Linked DNA regions of Sus scrofa: region 2 is linked to region 1. Evidence: chromatin contacts called from public HiChIP or PLAC-seq data. All regions are on one chromosome and are shown on one strand. Each heading gives the region's core, a stretch centred on a gene start, on an enhancer-like site or on the middle of the called end of the contact. The rest is flanking DNA. Distances are from core to core; before and after follow the strand shown. Region 1 holds the start of PMS1 (PMS1 protein homolog 1). Region 2 holds the start of C15H2orf88 (small membrane A-kinase anchor protein).

Region 1 (4,392 bases), core at 976-3,475:
TTTTACAAATTTTAGAAGTTTTTTTGTTTTTTTTTGGTTTTTTTTAGCAAATTGTGTGATTCAACTTTACAGAATCCAATTACGTCCAGATTTGATAAGAATCAGATATTGAAACCCAGTAATCACACCAGGGTCCTGCTATTCTAGATATATCTGGGCAAGCTACCACCTTTCCCAAGCAACTTTCTTCTCTCAATGCACATTTTCCATAATGCTGTATGTAACTGCATATTATTAGACTCAGTTTCTTGAAAATAGAAAATGGACCTTTTATTCCTAACAACTAGTAAATTGTTAGCACAATGAAAGAACCCAGTAAATATGTGAGATATGGGAAAGTGAAATCCAATTTGGTAAGACACAATTAGAGAATGAGTATTGTACAGATTCTCCTATACAAAATTTTTTTCTTAAGTTTACAAAAGGAAAGCCAAGCAATAGAACAAAAGGAACATATTTAGATTCAGTTGGAGGTGTCAATTCAAATTGAAGTTCAGTAGTTAGGCTGTATTTTCTTGAAACTGCCCATGAGTGTGGCATTCAAACCATATAATGTGATCTTCATGAAAGCCAAGCCCCAGAGAGCATGCGTGCCTTTCCCCCCAATGACTTCTCCAGTACAATAAAGAACATGGAAAATGTATACCCTTGCTTGCCAAATAAGTGAGTGTAAGTGCCATTTTTACTACCCACGTGCACTCAGTCAAAGAAGAATAAAATTTCTAACATGTCCTTAATTTCTGCTCTTTCACATAATGCAACCAACATTCAGCCTCAGTATCTGCCAAAAGTGCCCAGATAAGGAATCTACCTTTGATACTACCCAGCACAACAGGAATAACTCTTGACAGCACAGTAGAGTATTGGGACAGTGCAGTTTAAGTTGCAAGAAAAGCAATACCACATGTGAAAGATTTCACGTTCAGACTAAATTCCAGTATATGAGAGAAAATAACTTATGACCTATTATATGCAATCAGGATGAGTAATTTTTCCTAATATTTAGGTCTTAATTTTTCTTTTTTCCTCTTTTGGATCAACATTGCATCTTTAGGAAAATACTAGCTATTTTACCTCTGGCAATTAAGAAAACAGACTCCAGAGCAGATGTCCTGACTTCTGATCCTAGCTCTGTACTCACTGTAATGACCTGCAAATCATCCAAACTCTGTGGTCCAGTTGTCTCATCTGTAAAGTGAGGACAGTAACTACCACATGGGATTGTTGTGAGAAATAAATTAACCTGCAACAGTGCCTGGCACATAATAAGTGCTACTTTATTGTTAATTATGGTTATTATAACACAAAAATGAAATTTTTGATGGACATAAGTCCTACCAAAAAATTCTTACTAATACTCAGGTAATTTTAAATTTACACATCTGGTAATTATGAATTACATTATCTGCCATTAGACTATAAGAGACTTTCCTACCTCTTACCAAGGGCTTAATACCATCTCTGACCAACCTTGCATTTATAAGGTCTTTGCTTAGTAAAAACTTAAAAGCCTAGCAGAGGATAAGACTAGAATGGTTAAAAAATTCACATACCAATAAAAACAGACTGAAGGAGGTACAATGATAGGGTTACATACTCTGCTGAAGGTGCCTCCAGAGTAAGCAAAGACCATACAATGCACTACGAAAACAGGAATATTACAATTCTTAAAGGTAAGTAAATATCACCATCCCCCTCGCCCCCTCCACCATCCCAGCACTTTTAAACGTAAAAAAACGAGCCAGCCCCATATCTTTTACTTCATCTGAGTAAGTGAAATTAACTTAGACTGTCAGACCAAAAGAATTTGTGTTTGGGGAGAACTCAGCACAAGTCCTTATGAGTGTCCCTAGTTTGCACTCCATGTCTCTGAAACTATTAGATATCTCAAGACACAACACTTAGAATTGGCGATAGTTTGTCTAGAATGGAATGATGAATAATGCACCGCATACTTTTCTCATAGCGGCGTCCAAATTACAGCCGGAGGCAAAAAATTTTTTTCTTTATAGCGTAATGTTTAGAACTAAATGCTACGTAGTCAAATCTGTGTCCAGTCTCCACTAGATTAGTCACTAGGCATGTGACCTTAAAGGTCTTCTTACCTACAAATCTGGAAGCCTCACTTGAGCTCACGCACAGCATTTTTGGGTTAAGACAGCCTTTCTGCCTGTTATTTACACTAGGAGTGACGCCCTCTAGGGAATTAGCAGCTGACCTTGGCGACAGCACTCTGGCACTGGGTTGATGACATCACTTCCGGGGCGACGGATTCGGGCTTTCTTGCGCAGAGAAGGGCAGTTGAGCGTCTTTGGTACGGAAAGAAGACGAGTACTAGCTACTGGTCCTTCACAAGGAAGGTGGGTAAGATTGCTCACCCTTTCTCCCCACTTTTTTGCGCGCCTAAAAAAGCAGGTCCAGTCACAGCCTCTCGCCGCCACCAGCACTGGCGAAGTACCCAAGGTTCACTTGTGATCTTTCTTGGCCCGAAAGAGAAGGGCTTCGCACAAGTTTCCTTGGCAGGATTTAATGACTATAAATCTAATTTCTCCTGGCGTGTCTGTCTGGGCTGCACCCTCTGGAGCTGTTTGGTTTCCAATCCCTGGATGCCCCCTGCCCCTGTGGAGCAATCAAAGTTCCAATATATATGTATTTTTACATTGCCTCCATTAGTTTGTTAGGGAAAGAGCTTGCTTAACATCTGGAAGATTCAGTTGATTTGGGGGCATGAAACTATATACTTGGCAGTGTGACGAAAACTAGGTGCTTTAACGATGGACTGTTATTTTGGGGGAAAGATTTGGAGCGATCTCTTATGATAAACCTGTGGCCAAAATGATGATTGAATTAAAAATTATAATTAATGCATAAGATAGGTATTAGGTTTGGTCGTTTTAATTGAGATGTTCTTTTTAAGATGAGCTTTATGAGAACACTTTTTTTTTTCCTTCTGTCTTTTCAGGGCCGCACCCATGGCATATGGAAGTTCCCAGGCTAGGAGTCTAATCAGAGCTATATAGCTGCTGGCACAGGCCACAGCTACAGCAATGCCAGATCCAAGCCCCAACTTTGCTGCAGTTTGCAGCAACATTGTATCCTTAACCAGCTGAGTGAGATCAGGGATCTAACCCACATCCTCCTAGATACTAGTTGGGTTCCTAACCTGCTGAGCCACAGCAGGAACTCTGAGAACACTTGTTTGTTAGAGGACTGCATCTTACATTGTGTTTTATATGTCTTATGTGACTTCGATTGTATTTAATTAAATGATTAATTTTTATTTTGAAAGATGATTATGGGAAATGGAAGGCACAAATGTTTATTAGTTATGTTTTGTCTTTATTGTTTGATTAAAAAAAAAAAAAAAAAAAAAAAACGCCTTATGGAGTTCCCCTGGCTCAGTGGTTAATGAATCTGACTAGCAACCATGAGATTGCACGTTCAATCCCTGGCCTTGTTCACTGGGTTAAGAATCCAGCGTTGCCATGAGCTGTGGTGTAGGTCTCAGACGCGGCTTGGATCTCGCGTTGCTGTGGCTCTGACGTAGGCTGGCAGCTACAGCTCCGATTAGACCCATAGCCTGGGAACCTCCATTTGCTGTGGGTGGGGCCCTAGAAAAGACAAAAAAACAAAAAAACAAAAAACAAAAAAACCGCATTTCTGTGGTGCAACAGAAACGAATCCCACTAGTATTCATGAGGATGTGGTTTCGATCCCTGGCCTCAGTGGATCAGGGATCTGGCGTTGCCATGAGCTGTGGTGTAGGTAGCAGATGTGGCTCGGATCCCGTGTTGCTGTGGCTGTGGTGTAGGCCGGCAGCCTCAGCTCACATTCAACCCTTAGCCTGGGAACTTGCATATGCCACAGGTATGGCTCTTAAAAAAAAAGCAAAAAAACCTAAAACAACATTTTGTTCTAACTTTAGGAGTACAAAATAAATAGCACTTTCCAGAAAACCAAGCACACAACTATTGTACTGTAATATTAGCTGCTTTATAAAGAATAATCAGTAGTTTGATAAGACTAGCATACAAGCAATATCAATGCTATTTTATTTTATCTATTCTATTCTATTTCTATTCTGTTCTATTCTATTTCTATTCTAGTCTATTTCTATTCTATTCTATTCCTATTCTATTCAATTCTAGTCTAGTCTAGTCTATTTCTATTCTGTTCTGTTCTATTCTATTCTATTCTATCTATTCTATTCTGTTCTATTGTATTCTAATTCTTCCTATTCCTATTCCTATTCCTATTCTATTCCTATTCCTATTCCTCTTCCTATTCCTATTCCTATTCTATTCCATTCTATTCCATTCTTTCTATTCTATTCTCTCTTTAGGGCCACACCATGAGCATGTGGAGGTTCCCAGGCTAGGGGTTTAATCGGAG
Region 2 (4,392 bases), core at 1,353-3,852, 280 kb before region 1:
GAGCTGAAACAAGGCAGAGAATTGCCTTGTTTGACCTCAACTGGGACCCTGTGTCCTCAAGATTTTTGCTGTTTTGTACAGGCATTTGAATGACTATCAAAGTGCCATGAGTATTGATTCTGGAGTTAAAAATAAATTTCAGCAAGTAGACAAATTTGCATACAGGGAATCCATGAATAACGAGCATTAGCTGTACGGAAATGACAGCTTTGTTTCCTTTACTCCAGGTACTAAGAATAAAGAGCTGAAATGTGGCTTGTGATAGGGTTGTCTTGGAATATTTCACTTGCCTCAGAGGCCTAGAGAGCTAGCCTATGTGAACTGATAATTGGCAGCTACAACCTGAAGCAGTTCTAGTTCATGTGGAGGATAAACTTAAGCATTATCTCAAACCCCTCTGCATGAAACAAAGACCAAACATTCAAGTACTAGTTATCAATCACTTACTATGTGACAGGCACTATACTCAGCAATTTACATGCATTATTGAATTACATCCCCCAAAACTGAAGGTTAGAGAAGCTAAGTATCTCATCCATTATTACACTGTTAGAAGTGGCAAAGTTGAGATTTGAACTCAGGTCTATCTGACTCCAAAGCCTATTTCCCAACAGCTTTGCAATTCTATTCAAGTTTAAAAAAAAAAATATCTGATTTACTCAGAAGTGTATAGGAGCATATGTTATGATTATTATAATATTACAAAGATTTATATGTTGAAAAATAAATTTACCAAAAAAACCCTTTATAAGCCTGATCTAATATTGCTCCACAACAAAGAATTTCTGAAATCCTTCAGGGCATCTGGTTTGTGTCTGTTTTTCCTTAATCTTTAATGATGAGCAAGTCTAATGCATTATGTAAGGCCATTTTTCTCAAGAGATGTAGATACCTCCTAAGAATTTGATGAAAATGCATTAACTTTTCAGGCTACTGAGTTGCATTTTAGTGCACTGAGGCAGTAAATGAGTGTACAATGTGCAAAAGTAGTGACCTAAAAAATAAATATTTGATATGAACCACTGCATTCTCTTGGAAAAAAAAAAAAGTAATGGATTAACTCTCTTAGGAGTCCTTAGCTTCCCCAAAAGGAGTAGGAAGAATAAATCTCCTGTGGCCTGGAAACAGCTTCTGTTTCTCACTGGCTATGTTTGTTTAGCTCTTTAATAGTTCATTTGATTAGATCTTGTGGCTCCTAAAGCTAAGGTTGAGAGTTTGAGCTCTACAGAGGCCACTTAAATTTAGAGAACAAAAAGCTCTATTCTCTGCTCCCAGACCTTACCCCAAATCCCTGCCAGGTGTCTGCCCTCTGGTCAAATGAGAAACTGGCAAAGGGGTGCAAACCTAGCACAGAATTGGGAAACAGAAAAATGGGCACCCTTTATTATGGTGCTCCTTCTCTTTTATGTGTTTACAATACTTGGGCATAATTTACAGAGAATAGATACTACATTTTTTACTTTCACCACTGGAAATCTGAGGCAAACTGCATTATCAGTCATAAAATTCATTATCTTTCTATTCTAAGTTATTCTAAGCTTATTCTAAGCTCAGATAGCTGACATTATCCTCTTGGTAATAAACAATGAAAAAACACATCTTCTGAGCAATATTAATCTGCAACTTTAGGATAGGAGAAAATCAGTTGAAAACTGAGCACGATTTTCACGTGAATAAAAGATATTATTTAAAAATAATTCCATGTGTAATATAACAGAATAAGTATGATTTTCATTATGTACTAGAAATTTAGTCAGGAAAACAAGTTTCTCAAATTATAGCTGAATATATTTTACTAGTATCACAATCTTAAATTTTAATTCAGGTCTTCCTAATTTAAATCTGTATTTCTCTGATTACACAGGACTAAAAATAATTTAAAACAGCAAATAAAATTCTTTTTTCCTCAAATGTTTGTCTAAATAATGTAAAATCATTTTATTTTTTTGAGGAAAAAGACATTTCAACTTTTTAAGTATGAAGTGTAAAAGAATTACTTATTTAAATTACAATTTTAAAGTTTCACTAATAAAGATTAATAATATTTAAGTGCAGTTTATATTATTGTTAACATAGATTTTAATTTTTCAAATGTCACATATATCTTTCATTATTTGTAGATTTATTTCTTTTATGAAGTAGTCAAATGAATCAGCTCACCCTTGACTGTAACAAAATACTGTTTGGTGACTTGTGACAGACAGGGTTTTAACCTCTGACAGCGAGATTCATTGTGGAGCAAGAGCCAATCATAGATCCTGACGACACTTGTCTCATCAAGTGGAATATAAAAAGCCACTTGGAATACAGTATAAAAGATTCACTGGTGTGGCAAGTTGTCTCTCAGACAGTGCAGGCATTAAAATTTTGCTTGGCGTTACTCAAAAGCAAAAGTAAAAGGAAGAAATAAGAACAAGGAGAAAGATTGTATTGATTTTAAAATCATGCAAAAACTGCAAATCTATGTTTATATTTACCTGTTTATGCTGATTGTTGCTGGTCCCGTGGATCTGAATGAGAACAGCGAGCAAAAGGAAAATGTGGAAAAAGAGGGGCTGTGTAATGCATGTATGTGGAGACAAAACACTAAATCTTCAAGACTAGAAGCCATAAAAATTCAAATCCTCAGTAAACTTCGCCTGGAAACAGCTCCTAACATTAGCAAAGATGCTATAAGACAACTTTTGCCCAAAGCTCCTCCACTCCGGGAACTGATTGATCAGTACGATGTCCAGAGAGATGACAGCAGTGATGGCTCCTTGGAAGATGATGATTATCACGCTACGACGGAAACGATCATTACCATGCCTACAGAGTGTAAGTAGTCCTATTAGTGTATATCAACAATTCTGCTGACTGTTGTTCCAGTGTTTATGAGAAACAGATCTATTTTCAGGCTCTTTTAACAAGCTGTTGGCTTGTACGTAAGTAGGAGGGAAAAGAGTTTCTTTTTTCAAGATTTCATGAGAAATAAACTAATGAGACTGAAAGCTGCTGTATTATTGTTTTCCTTAGCTAAACAGCTGAAAATAAAAAATAAAATGCTTGCATAGCATTGTTATATAGTTTAATAAGACAAATATAACATGCTTATGCTTTCACAGCTTAATGCCACCAAGGCAAGGATTGGGAGTTTCTACAAGCAATGTGGAAAAAAAGGTTGGTTGTCTGAAATAGGCATTTGTAATAACAGGTTTTTTTCACTAATGATAAAGAAGGGAAGATGTAAATTTGCAGATATTGAGCCCCATTGGGGCATTTGCTGCACCCCTAGAATGACTTCTGTTATTCAGAACGATTTCTCACAGTGTTTCTATGTTCTTCACAAATTAAAATGTCTAATTTTGAAAGCTATTACACTGGAAAGTATAAAAAATATTTTTAAAAAATTTAATGTTTTGGTAAGAGCAATGATGAAGTAAACATAGCATAATGGTAATTATGAGCTAATTATCAGAAAATGCCAAGAAATAAACATTTTATCAAGTAGGTTATGGCTCACAAAGTCCTGCTTATACCTTGACCATGGTACTATTGTTGAGAGTACCCTGTCTGAATATTTCCAGGCAGGCACATGCTTAATAAGCTCTACAATATTATTTTCTTTTTCATAGGAGGGAGAAAGAACTATTACCTGTAGTATCCACATTGCTTATGAAGGACAATATATTTCATACCATTCCTATTACAATCAGTTCAAAAGTATACACAAGGAAAGGGAGACAGGCACCTTAACAGAGAAGGCATGACAAGAAAGATTTTTGTGCCATGTGTCTGTGATTTTGCTTTATACAGTGCTTTACCCACTTTAAACTAGACTCAAAACAGTTTCAAAATATTATTCTTCTTATTAAGTAATTAGGCTATAATGCAACAAATAATTTTTCTTGAAAACTATGCTATCAGATAATCCTAGAGTAGATTTGCCTTATTTATAAACAATCTTGGAAAACCAAAAGGAAAGCTGTTTCTAAATGCTTCTGCTTACAATGACAGCATGGCCTTAACAATGTTTTCTAAGTTTTGAGATAGCCTGAATGCAACATTTAAATTCTGGTGCTAAGTGCCTTCTAGTTTGGTTCCTTTAAAAAAGCTATCCCAGGCCAAAACATAACAGATGTACTATATTTTCTACTAATTCCCGAGGCTCAGTTAGTTGCTCAGTGTGTCTCGTCCCCAGGTAATTCAGGCCTGGGGGAAGGGTTCCTTCTTCCAGACTGATTGGTACAGCTGCTCAGTAAGTGTAACTACTCAGATTCCCAAAGAATTCTAAGTGGATGTTCCTCCACAGTGTCTCTTGTTCTCTCTAATCATCATCATTTTAAAATTTCATCCACTCTTCATTCCTTTACAGAATTTTCTTTAGTCTACAGTTTTCTAGAAAGGAAGTAG

Evidence for each region. HiChIP or PLAC-seq counts read pairs in DNA pulled down with a chosen protein or histone mark.
Region 2: an H3K27ac HiChIP or PLAC-seq map of skeletal muscle shows a contact between it and region 1. The contact joins the promoter of C15H2orf88 here to the promoter of PMS1 in region 1. A contact is called at or near these places in 2 of 5 promoter capture datasets (fetal liver and liver), 2 of 47 Hi-C or Micro-C datasets (embryonic fibroblasts and fetal skeletal muscle) and 1 of 2 datasets of contacts at active chromatin or transcription factors (skeletal muscle).

Annotation. Positions count from the first base shown.
Region 1 is chr15:94,349,436-94,353,827 of Sscrofa11.1, reverse strand. PMS1 (PMS1 protein homolog 1) reads right to left here and starts at 2,225. Exons shown (of 14, transcript XM_021075394.1): 1 at 2,106-2,225. It overlaps OSGEPL1 (probable tRNA N6-adenosine threonylcarbamoyltransferase, mitochondrial), which reads left to right. Exons shown (of 8, transcript XM_021075405.1): 2 at 2,187-2,360. The coding sequence starts at 2,248.
Region 2 is chr15:94,626,493-94,630,884 of Sscrofa11.1, reverse strand. C15H2orf88 (small membrane A-kinase anchor protein) reads right to left here and starts at 2,602. Exons shown (of 8, transcript XM_021076261.1): 1 at 2,478-2,602. It overlaps MSTN (myostatin), which reads left to right and starts at 2,445. Exons shown (of 3, transcript NM_214435.2): 1 at 2,445-2,817. The coding sequence starts at 2,445.